Linked DNA regions of Rattus norvegicus: region 1 is linked to region 2. A link is a contact called in public Hi-C data. All regions are on one chromosome and are shown on one strand. The core of a region is the stretch at or near the end of the contact, and the rest is flanking DNA. Distances in the headings are between cores, read along the strand shown. Region 1 holds the start of Rnase4 (ribonuclease A family member 4). Region 2 holds the start of Pip4p1 (phosphatidylinositol-4,5-bisphosphate 4-phosphatase 1).

Evidence for each region. A called contact is a pair of places that touch in the nucleus more often than the background predicts.
Region 1: a Hi-C map of frontal cortex shows a contact between it and region 2, with 2.1 times the contacts expected there. The contact joins the promoter of Rnase4 here to the promoter of Pip4p1 in region 2. A contact is called at or near these places in 4 of 12 Hi-C or Micro-C datasets (frontal cortex, hepatocytes, liver and 1 more).

What each region holds. Positions count from the first base shown.
Region 1 is chr15:26,782,800-26,787,989 of GRCr8, reverse strand. It overlaps Rnase4 (ribonuclease A family member 4), which reads right to left and starts at 1,703. Exons shown (of 2, transcript NM_020082.2): 1 at 1,656-1,703. Trnap-ugg6 (transfer RNA proline (anticodon UGG) 6) reads right to left here and starts at 2,187; the gene lies at 2,116-2,187. It overlaps Trnat-ugu4 (transfer RNA threonine (anticodon UGU) 4), which reads right to left and starts at 4,155; the gene lies at 4,083-4,155. It overlaps Trnay-gua4 (transfer RNA tyrosine (anticodon GUA) 4), which reads right to left and starts at 3,276; the gene lies at 3,188-3,276. It also overlaps a transcript of Ang not described here.
Region 2 is chr15:26,621,993-26,627,196 of GRCr8, reverse strand. It overlaps Pip4p1 (phosphatidylinositol-4,5-bisphosphate 4-phosphatase 1), which reads left to right and starts at 2,951. Exons shown (of 7, transcript NM_001014233.2): 1 at 2,951-3,215; 2 at 3,441-3,631; 3 at 4,106-4,212; 4 at 4,461-4,566; 5 at 4,727-4,779; 6 at 4,874-4,964. The coding sequence starts at 3,053.

The sequences.
Region 1 (5,190 bases), core at 454-2,953, 160 kb before region 2:
TTAGGACGCATTATAGAGTGGAAGGTATGGGGACGCTGTCAACATTCCTTTACAGCACTGACATAATACTCAATGGGTAACGGAAGTAACAACTAAAAAAAGGAAAGCTCACAGGAGGCCCCCTGAGGAGTGGGTTCGCCACTGGTTCAGGGACCATGGAAACAAAGTCCTGATGATGTGTGTATGTTTCCAAACAAGATACAAAGTAAACAGTTACTTCAGGGCATACTGCGCTCTGGCTTACTTGTGGTTTGCAGCCACTCTGAAAATAACTGTTTACAGAGAATTCTTTACCCAAATGAACATATGGAGAACCTCAAGAGATGTTTTACCAGACTGCATCCATACGCTTTTTCAGTATCTGTGCTGCTGAAGCGAGCACATTGACACACTGTTTAATCCATGCATGGAGTCACACTAACAATGTCTCCAGGGGACAACTCCACAGCCTTTTGTGGGGTGCAGAAAGAGCGAGGGTGAGAGGGAAGCTCATGTACCCCTACAAGCTGAGCCATGGTTGAACTGATGGCTCTCCGAGGTCTGGGACTGTGGCTGGTTCACTTTTTCTAATCACCCCCTGTTAACCTAAGCTTCGATTCCACATTATCTAAACCACATTACTAAGGTCCCACCACCCCATGTGATCAAAATGAGACGATCTCTCCACCTTCGTTTTAAGGAAGAGGGAGTTGAAGAACAAAGAAAGGGACGTTACTTGACCGATGAGCATTTGGCGTTTCTGTGACCGGAAGATTTCCAGTGTACAACCCAACTTTTTTATCCCATCGGAATGATTTCTAGAAAAGTCAAAACTCATGTTTAAAGTAGTACTGACTAATTACTTAACACCGATTATTTCCATAAATCTCCCAGACATCTGATTTCTCCCTTTTATCATCATATTGTTTCTTGGGTTTAAGCCGCTGCGACTGGCAGCCCTGACTAACTCAGAGCTGGGTGGTGCTTGCTCTTTGAATAGCTGAGGCTGCTTTTCGGAGTTTGCCAGAGGCTTTTCAGACCGGTGTGCTAACTGAGGTTTCTAACGATTGCATGTATGAACTGGCTATAAGATTTCTACTATCACAGACGGAAGAACCTGGCCCACTGGAGATGTCCCAATATAAGCACAAGGTTTCTATCCTCCTTCTGAAACAGAGGCGCTCCATCACTGCACTGGCATGTGCTGTTTCAATCCCAACTACCCAGGAAGAAGGCATAGAGGATGCTGCTGACGCGTCTCCAAAAGTTTCACAACACAGTTAAAGATAAGTTAAGGGAGGGAGACAGGCAATGGAAAACGAAAACACCACTTCTGCTTGCACAACCTTGACAGACTTGCATCACAAATCTGATGTCGACCTAGGAACCCTCAAAATTTTCCCTGTCTGAGCGAACGAGGGCTGCTTGGAATTCCTCCCTTCGCAGATTCTGCGATCCCCTAGAGCCTGGGTTCTACACAATGACCATCCACGCTGGACTCTGGCAAGATGCGGAAAGTGAACTGTGGAAACCTGTGAGAACCGAATTGATCCCCACCACACCTCAGCTCTGTAATTAGACCGGAGAAGTTGAGAAGTCCTCTCCCAGGAGCCCCACAACTGTCCTTAGTAGGACTTCCATAGCTAAACCCTGGAGGGACAGGCGTAGAAACCCACCTGGACGCGGAACTGGAGATGACGGCTTTGTTTCTCACTCCTTTTTCCTGATGGGATGGCGAATAGAAGAAATGAGGTTTCCTTTGCAATCTCGTCGCCGATTTGGGTGAGGTCGCCGTTGCCTGGCCACGCAAACAGATTGGGGCGGGGTGCAGAGGAGTGGAGGGTGGGCGGTCCAGCCTCAGTGGCTGGGACCGCACCCCATTTCTTCCAAGGACGCTCCTCCCCGTTGGGCTGGCCGGCAAGACAGTTTAACCCCAACCACCAAGCAGACAATGTGGGTTTTTGCACAGAAATTGGACTGGTAGATGTCTCGAGGACCTCCAAGAGAAGCATCCGCGGCAGAAACACCAAGCCTGCCAAGGGGACGCTGGAACCTGGGAATTTGGTGCTACTGGCACGAGAAAGTTTGTCGTGAACTTTTGTCCAGGAGTTATCCAAGGACGAGGCAAAAAGTGCAGGGCTCGTCCGGGATTTGAACCCGGGACCTCTCGCACCCAAAGCGAGAATCATACCCCTAGACCAACGAGCCATAGCACAGTTCTGCTCTTTCGTGCTCGTCAGTCTAGCATGTTTTGACATAGGCTGTCTAGAGGCTTCAGCGGTTTCTTTTCTCTTTTCGTCTCTCACAGAGGAAACTTCTTTCGTATTATTTAATTTCCACCCTAACTTTGTCAAGTCCCACCCATTAATTCCGGACCTATCCCTTTTTATTCTCTATCCACGTCCGGGACAACTCAAGGCTCAGAATGGGATCAGAAGAGGCAGCTTTTCAGATTTCAAGTCACAGGCCTGCCTGATCACTTATTCCAGAAGGAGCCCGGAGCGAGCCGGCTTAGCGCTGCGATCTCCGGGTGGAGCCCAGCTGCAGGGTACTTGCGGGCACAAAAATCTTACAGGCAGGCGGGACAACAAAATACTGAGGGCAGGAGGAGGCTGCGGGTAGCCAGTTAGACTGGCGGCCGATAAGTTTGCTCTTGTCTTGTGATTCTGTAGACCTTCGCGGTTTTCCTGAATCAGAACTGCGTTTTCAACCTCACTCCCTTTGTTTACAAAGTATTCCATCCGACCTGGACTCTACACTCTTCCAGCCTCGTCTCCAACACAGGTCAAATGCTGCATGAAATACCTAAACGAGTAAAGTGTCTCTTTGCCAGTTAGTGGGGCAATCGCCGGGGTCAGTTAGAGGTTTTGTTCGGCAAATCAGGGTCCTGCGGGTCATCAGAGCGCTAAAAACGGGTACACAAACATGTCCACAAGGTTCTGTACCTTGCGGTCTTTGATGTCTGGACTTCGGACAATGGGCAGCACAGTAGACTCGAAAACTAAAAGTAAACAACGAGAGAGCCAGAGAAACCAAACTCCAAGATTCATTTTCTTTTTCGTAACTGTTTGATTACAGGTAGATAGTGATTGCGCGTTTTGACCATTTCCAGAGAGGAGAGATTGTTGATAAGTTAGGACGATCAATAGTGGCACGTTGAACAAAGGACCGGAGTTTATCTCAGGAAATAGCCCAAAATACAGGCTACTCCTTCGAGCCGGAATCGAACCAGCGACCTAAGGATGGCTGTAATGAACCTGCTACAGTCCTCCGCTCTACCAGCTGAGCTATCGAAGGGAAGCACGGGGATCCTCCTTCAGAAAGTGGTATTCAGTAGGTAGGTAACCACCGCGGCCTAGGCCCGGCGGATGGCAGTGCGTGACTGGTGGGTGCCTTGAGCGAGAAGCTACAGACGCCCTGCCGGGGTCGCGGTCCGGCCCTCCGGACGAAGTCAGAGCTCTGAGGACGCCCGCCTCCGAGTGCGTGCGTGCAGGCGGTGAAGCGAGCAGCCGAGATCCGAGAACGAGCGCTCTGCACCCAGTCCGCGCGACACTCTACAAACCCACTCTGCGGGATGGCATGGATTGATGCCGCCACAGCTAGGAAACCCAGGGACTGGAGGCGTGGCTTGGCGGTAGCGTGGTTAGCCTGAGATCCCAGGTTTAGCCTCAGCACCTAACGATAAAGAAGCTCTTCTGAGAGAAAGGCCATTCCTCTTACAGAAAGTCATAACCACGGCCTCTTTGAGTTCATTCCCTGGTTTAGTGACCAAGGTCTCACGTCAACTGCGGTACTCTATTTCCTGCGCGAGACAGTGAAGTATGGAGGCCTGTGTGCGGACTTAGCCTCCCGGTACAGCACGCGGTTGCCAGTCCTCCCCCTTTCCCTCCGGCCTAGCTCTTGCAGGGAGGTCAACCTTCTCCTGCGTCCAATCTTAGCGCGGTGCGCTCAGCAGGCTGTCGGAGACTTTGTTAGAGCGCAGAGTGCGGACCTGCACTCGAGCTCCGCAGCGAGAGTAAAATTTTATCGCGTCTTGCTTGAATAACTTGGCGACAGAGAGCTTTGGGCTAGGAAATCCGGAGCTCAAAAGTCTACGTTGACTTAGGCCCCAGCGAGATTTGAACTCGCGACCCCTGGTTTACAAGACCAGTGCTCTAACCCCTGAGCTATAGGGCCACACGAACCGTCCTTTCTCTTTTTCTTAGAAAAGGATACAGTGCTGGTTCTTTGGACTCCTGCCTGTGGGACAGAAAGAAAGCAAAATCAGACTGTATTTTAGTCCATTCCATTTCAGTGTTGGAATTCAGTCTGGGCTTGCTGGGAATGGCATAGTGGTGGATTCTGGTAAGGAGAAATATGACCGCCCCCTCACCACCACCACCACCACCACCACCACCACCACCACCACCACCACCACCACCACCACCACCACCACCACCACGGAGTCCTCCCCTCCCCCGCACGTCCTTCGGACAGTGAAATCCGGAACAGAAATCCAGCGCAGGGGAAAAAGCCTGCCACAGGCTGGACGAAAACTGACGCTCTCACACTTGGTTTTTGTCCTCGACTCCAGGCTCCTGCCACACGCCTCTTACCTTCCTCTCAGAGTCAGAACAAGCAATTCCCAAATCTCCATTTAATGCATCCCTTCACTCCGAATTCTCCGAATTGCATTTCTGTGTTAGGTCCCACACTAGAAACTAGACAGGGATTCAGTTTTGTTTTTTTGTTTTTTTGTTTTTTTTAAATCAATGTATTTCGCTGACTATTATTTCCTCGAGTTTTTTTGTTTTGTTTTGGTTTTCTGTTTGTTTATTTTGGGGGATTTGTTTGTTTGTTTGTTTTACTTATATTTTGTGTACCACGAGAGTGCCTGGTGTCCGTGGCAGGCAAAAGAGGGAGCCAGAATTTCTTAGTTATTGTAAGTTGTTGGGAAGACGCTCTCTGATAAGAAAAATAAGTGCCCTTAAATACCAAGCCAACTCTCCAAGCTGGAGTTGGAATCTTTGATCTGAAGTCATGGTTCATAAGTTTGTGGGGAGAGATTTTTTTCAATTTTATGAAACCGAAATGAAAAGCAAATGAACCCAGTGTAACTTGTAAGTAAACGATTTGGAGGGCCCTGAGAAACGGCAGGCTAAGTCTCAGGATAGAGAAGACTGAGATGTGTACAATCGGGAGGCCAGATGATGATAATGGACTGAACCTCTG
Region 2 (5,204 bases), core at 1,702-4,201:
GGCAAAATCATTAGTCCTAGTAGAGCCTGGCTCACATAGAGGGATCCTGTTTCGAGACACAGCAGAGAAGGATGTGAGAATGTGTACTGGGGAACTCATCCATCGTGTACTTCCTTCACGTACTTGTCAGAAAATACCCAACTTGTGCCGAACAGTGACCTCGTTTAGCTTCTAGTCCACATCCCTATATTTGACCTGTAATAAAAACATCACCTTGAGGCCAAATGAAAAACGAATAAATGAATGAATAGTAGATAAATACATAAACCATTCTACACATTTATTGTACTTTGACCCTTCAGAGTACGAAATGGGTTCTTTTCTCCCTACATTGTTTTGAGGGATGGGAGGGAGGGATGCATGCTAGAATGGAAATCCAGGGCATAATGTGTGCTAGGCAAATGCTCTACCACTGAGATACGACCCCAGTTCTACTTTTAACTCTTTTGTACAGCTAGAACCAGACGTAAGTTATCGTAAAACACAACTTTAGTGAGGACGGAGGTATCACAAAAGGATAGGCTTGGGGGGTTATATATAATGAAAACTATCTAATTAAGCTGAGAATCTGTGTAGCAAGATCAGTGAGAGCAGCAAACTGGCCTGTTGCCTGCAGAGCTGTGACTCTTTTCTAACTTTGTGTCTTGAGACTCCTGATTGTTTCAAGTGTGTGTTGGGGAATCACGAGGTGCCTATGAGAAGACCTACCTGATAGCAGAAATTAATTTGGAAAAACTGTGTCTAAAAGTATCAGAACCTAGAGTCAGGCAATGGTAGCTCAGGCTTTTAGGGAGAGGTGGGGCTTGACATGAATTTAAGACCAGCCTACAGCCTACTTTCTAGATGAGACCCTATTTAAAAAACAAAGACCAAAACATAATAATAGTAATAATAATAATAATAATAATAATAATAATAATAATAATAACCTCCATTTACAATTTCTTGGCTGAAGACAAAAATTAAGCAAAGTCTAAAGACTTTCATCTACACATATGACTAAATTATCTTTGGATTTGATTCACTAGCTGTATGTATCTGATGGGTCAGTATACATCAACTGAGTGAAATGATGAGCTCTCCTTCCATCAGTAGAGACACTAATTTGTGTTTCAGTAATGGAGATATTTGGATCAGTTGTAGATCACTGTAGTGGCCTCCGTGTGAGGTGGGAGGGAGGGAGAGAGGGACAGAGATTGACTAGCGGATATACGCATAGGTATTTGGAATGCTGTTCTGAAGTTTACTGTTTTAGGATGGCAGCAGCAGGGGGTTTTCCTCTGGGGTTCACGACATCACCAGCCACAGTAGCTGACAAGGTTACAGAACCACACCATCCCAGGCCTAAAGTCCAGTAGGTAGCTGTTGACCACCCTTGAGATGAAATGCCACAACACTGAAGCCAACTTTACTGGGCTGGTCACTGTGGTCTGTAGGGTTTTTCATTGCTTTTCTCCCTTGGCAGCTTCCATAGACAGCACTTTCACATGCTTTGAGAGCTAGTCCTCGGGGACGGGGCTTTCGGGTTGGTTCCAACTTGAACCCTGGTACAGACATTTGTAGAACTAATTCACAGCCACGCATAGCGGCAGATGCCTGTAATCTCAATTACCCAAGAGGCTTTGGCATAATCGCCAAGTACCAAACCAGGACCTTGTATCAAAACTGAAGGACTGTGGATGTTGCAGTGGTTGTACAGCACATTTTCAGAAAAAAACAAAACAAAACAAAACAAACGGTTATTATTGTTACTACTACTACTACTACTACTACTACTACTACTACTACTACTACTACTGCTATTACTACTACCTTTTTTAGGTGCTGGAAGGGAACCTAGGGCTTCCAGCACGGTCACCGCTAAGCTCACCAGATAGCATCATCATCCTTCAGGATCGCTCACTCATTTCTGTCTGTGAGCCAAATTGGTCTCAAACGCATGATCCTCTTGCATCAGTCAGCCTCAGGCTCGAGTACTGATGTTGCGTTAAGCAGTATGTGCATTAGGTTCTTAGACAGTCTCCCTGTCGCTCAGGCTGGTCTGAAACTCCTAGCAAACTCGGATATCAGGCCCTCCTGTCTCCATCTTCCATATTCTGGGGATTACAGCCCTACACTGTGACCTTCTGTTTTTTTAACTTTGGGAGGCGTTATTTTTATATGTGTATGTGCGCGCACACACATAAGCCACGTGTGTGTGGCTGCCGTGTGCATGATCCCCTGGAGTTAGTTACAGGTAGCAACCGCCTTAGGACTCAAACTAGGCTTCTTTAAAAGGGCAGAAAGTTCTCTCAACCACTAATGCATCTTTCCAGCGCCCCGCCCTCTTTGATTCTGTTTCTCCCTGTGTTGTTCGGTGTATCTCTCCTAACTCATCTTCCCAAGTGTTGCGTTTGCAGGCATACGCAGCCACATCACCACTATTCGGCGAAGCTGCGGGCTGAATTCGGGGGCTTTGTGCCATGCCAGACAAGCGTGCTAAGCCCTCAAGCTCCCCTTGGCTTTCCAATCCTCCTCCAGGTCTTAGGGCGGCTCCCGCAGCTCACTGCAGGTCAGGATATCAGCCTTGCCAGTCAGAAGGTGCTGCAGCCGCCCTCACGTTCTGGCGCTAAATTTGGGCCAATAGAGTTGCACCCCACGGGAGACTTGGGACCAATGAGGAGCGACTCACGCGACAGGCTGGGCACGTGACACGTGCAGGGCAGCCGCCCACCTGGGCCGGAGGTAGCGCGATGGCCGCACTTCCAATGGCTCGCACAACTTCTAGTCACGTGCAGTGTTTACGGACTCAGCAGCTACGGGAAGGTCATGTGACGGTGACGTGACCCGCCTCTCTCCAATGGAGAAAGAACGCTCCCTTAACAAACCGGGAACTGTTTCAGGTCCACAAATGACAGTGCAGAGGGGCGGGGTCAGTCTGTCACGTGAGCGGGGCGGCACTGGCTGCAGGCGAACGCGGCGCGCAGGCGTCTTAGGGACCCGGTAGCGACGGCGGCGGCGGCGGCGGTCACAGCGGCGGCGGGAGCTGGTCGCTGACCAAGCGGGAGTCGCCATGGCGGCAGACGGAGAGCGCTCCCCGCTGCTCTCCGAGGCCGGCGATGGCGGCGCTGGTGGCAACGGCTTAGCGGGTCCGGGCGGGAGCGCGACTGGGCCCGGTGGAGGCCTGACGCCCTCCGCACCTCCGTACGGAGCCGGTAAACATGCCCCGCCCCAGGGTAAGCCGGAGGTCTGAAATGCACCTAGGCCTAGGGGCGGATCGGGTCAGGGGGCGGAGCCTGCTTCCGCGGCAGGTGTGGCACCTGTCACGGAGCGAGGTATCCTTGGTCCGCAATCACTGTCTAAGCCTGCCGCGAGAGCTTCCTCAGAGGGTTCGCCACCTCCGTGGAGCATCCGTGGTTAGTGTCCGAGTGATGATTTGGGTTTATCTGCTTCCTCTTCAGCATTTCCCCCGTTCCCTGAGGGGCATCCAGCTGTGTTGCCTGGAGAGGACCCACCCCCCTACTCACCCCTGACTAGCCCGGATAGTGGGAGTGCCCCCATGATTACCTGTCGAGTCTGTCAGTCTCCGATCAACGTGGAAGGCAAGATGCATCAGCATGTAGTCAAATGTGGTGTCTGCAACGAAGCCACCGTGAGTTATAACTATCTGCAAAATGGGCCTTGTTTCCTGGATCCTCTTTCTGGTTCTAGATCCTGTTTAAGAACTATTCATGAAACCTACTTTCAGTTCCTGGATCTTGCAGCAGCCGTTTTGTTTTTTTTTTTTTGTTTTTTTTTTTTTTTTTTTTAAGAAGCCATTCACCAAAACTAATGTTCACCAACTTTCGCTGTTTGATTTTTCCTGGATCCTGAAGTGTAGTTCTCACTGGCAGTTGTAGTTGGCTTTTGCTTTTTGTTGGCTCTCTGCGTTTTTGAGACAGTCTCACAGTGACCCGGGTTCTCCTCAGACTCTGCAATCTTCCTCAGCCTCACAGACATGCTCTGCTGGCAACATTTGTATATCTCAAATGTCTGATTCTTTCTTTCTCAGTAATGTTCTTGCAGAGGATTGGGACCGTGGGCTTTCTGCTGATATACCCATTGTTCTTTATTCGTTGTTCTCTAGCCGATCAAGAATGCACCTCCAGGAAAGAAGTATGTCCGATGTCCCTGTAACTGTCTCCTTATCTGCAAAGTGACTTCTCAGCGGATTGCCTGCCCTCGGCCCTACTGGTAAGAGACCTAAGATGAGAAGGCCATACTTAGGGAAAGTCGTAAAGCCAAAACAAAAACTGGAGCTGGGCAAGGTGGTGCATGCCTGTATTCAGTCCCAGCACCTGAGGCGGAGGCAGGACGACCTGTGTAGTAGCACCTTGAATTCCCAGTCATCCTGCCTACACCTCCTAAGTGCTGGGATTCAGTGTGTCATCAGATCCAATTAGAATTAAGAATTTTTAAAACATACTTTTCCCCCTGTATAGCAAAAGAATCATCAACCTAGGGCCTGTACATCCAGGACCTCTGAGTCCAGAACCACAGCCAATGGGTGTCAGGGTCATCTGTGGACATTGCAAGAATACGTTTCTGGTGAGGAGGGATATTGGGAAACCCTGGAGGAGGCAAGTACTAGGAATAGTAATAAATTCTGAAAAAGACTGTCCTATTTTGCATTGTCCATCCTCCCCCTTGTTTTGGGGTTCTCATTGAAGAGAACCTTCCTTCTATGGTTGTTTTTCTTTTTCCATAGTGGACAGAATTCACAGACCGAACCTTGGCACGATGCCCTCACTGCAGAAAAGTGTAAGTGGTTAGGGGTTGTACTGGTAACTGGGTGATGTGTGGTATAAAATCAACAGGGCTCTTCCAAATATCAATTTCTGTTGGCTCCCCACAGGTCATCTATTGGGCGCAGATATCCTAGGAAGAGATGCATTTGCTGCTTCTTACTTGGTTTACTCTTGGCAGTCACTGCCACTGGCCTTGCTGTGAGTAGCCTCGGTGCAAACCTCTTATCAGCTTCCTCACAGGCTAAGATTTGAAAAGGTGGTACCTTAAAGAATGGCGAAAGAGAAAAAAAAAAAAAAAGAATGGCGAAAGAGTTTGGCGTTGGGTTATGTCCCTATAATCAAAGAATAGAGGCAGGTCTCATATCCCAGACTACATAGCAAAACCCCGTCTATAAAAAAAAGGGGGGGGGGGGCCTGGAGAGATGGCTCAGCGGTTAA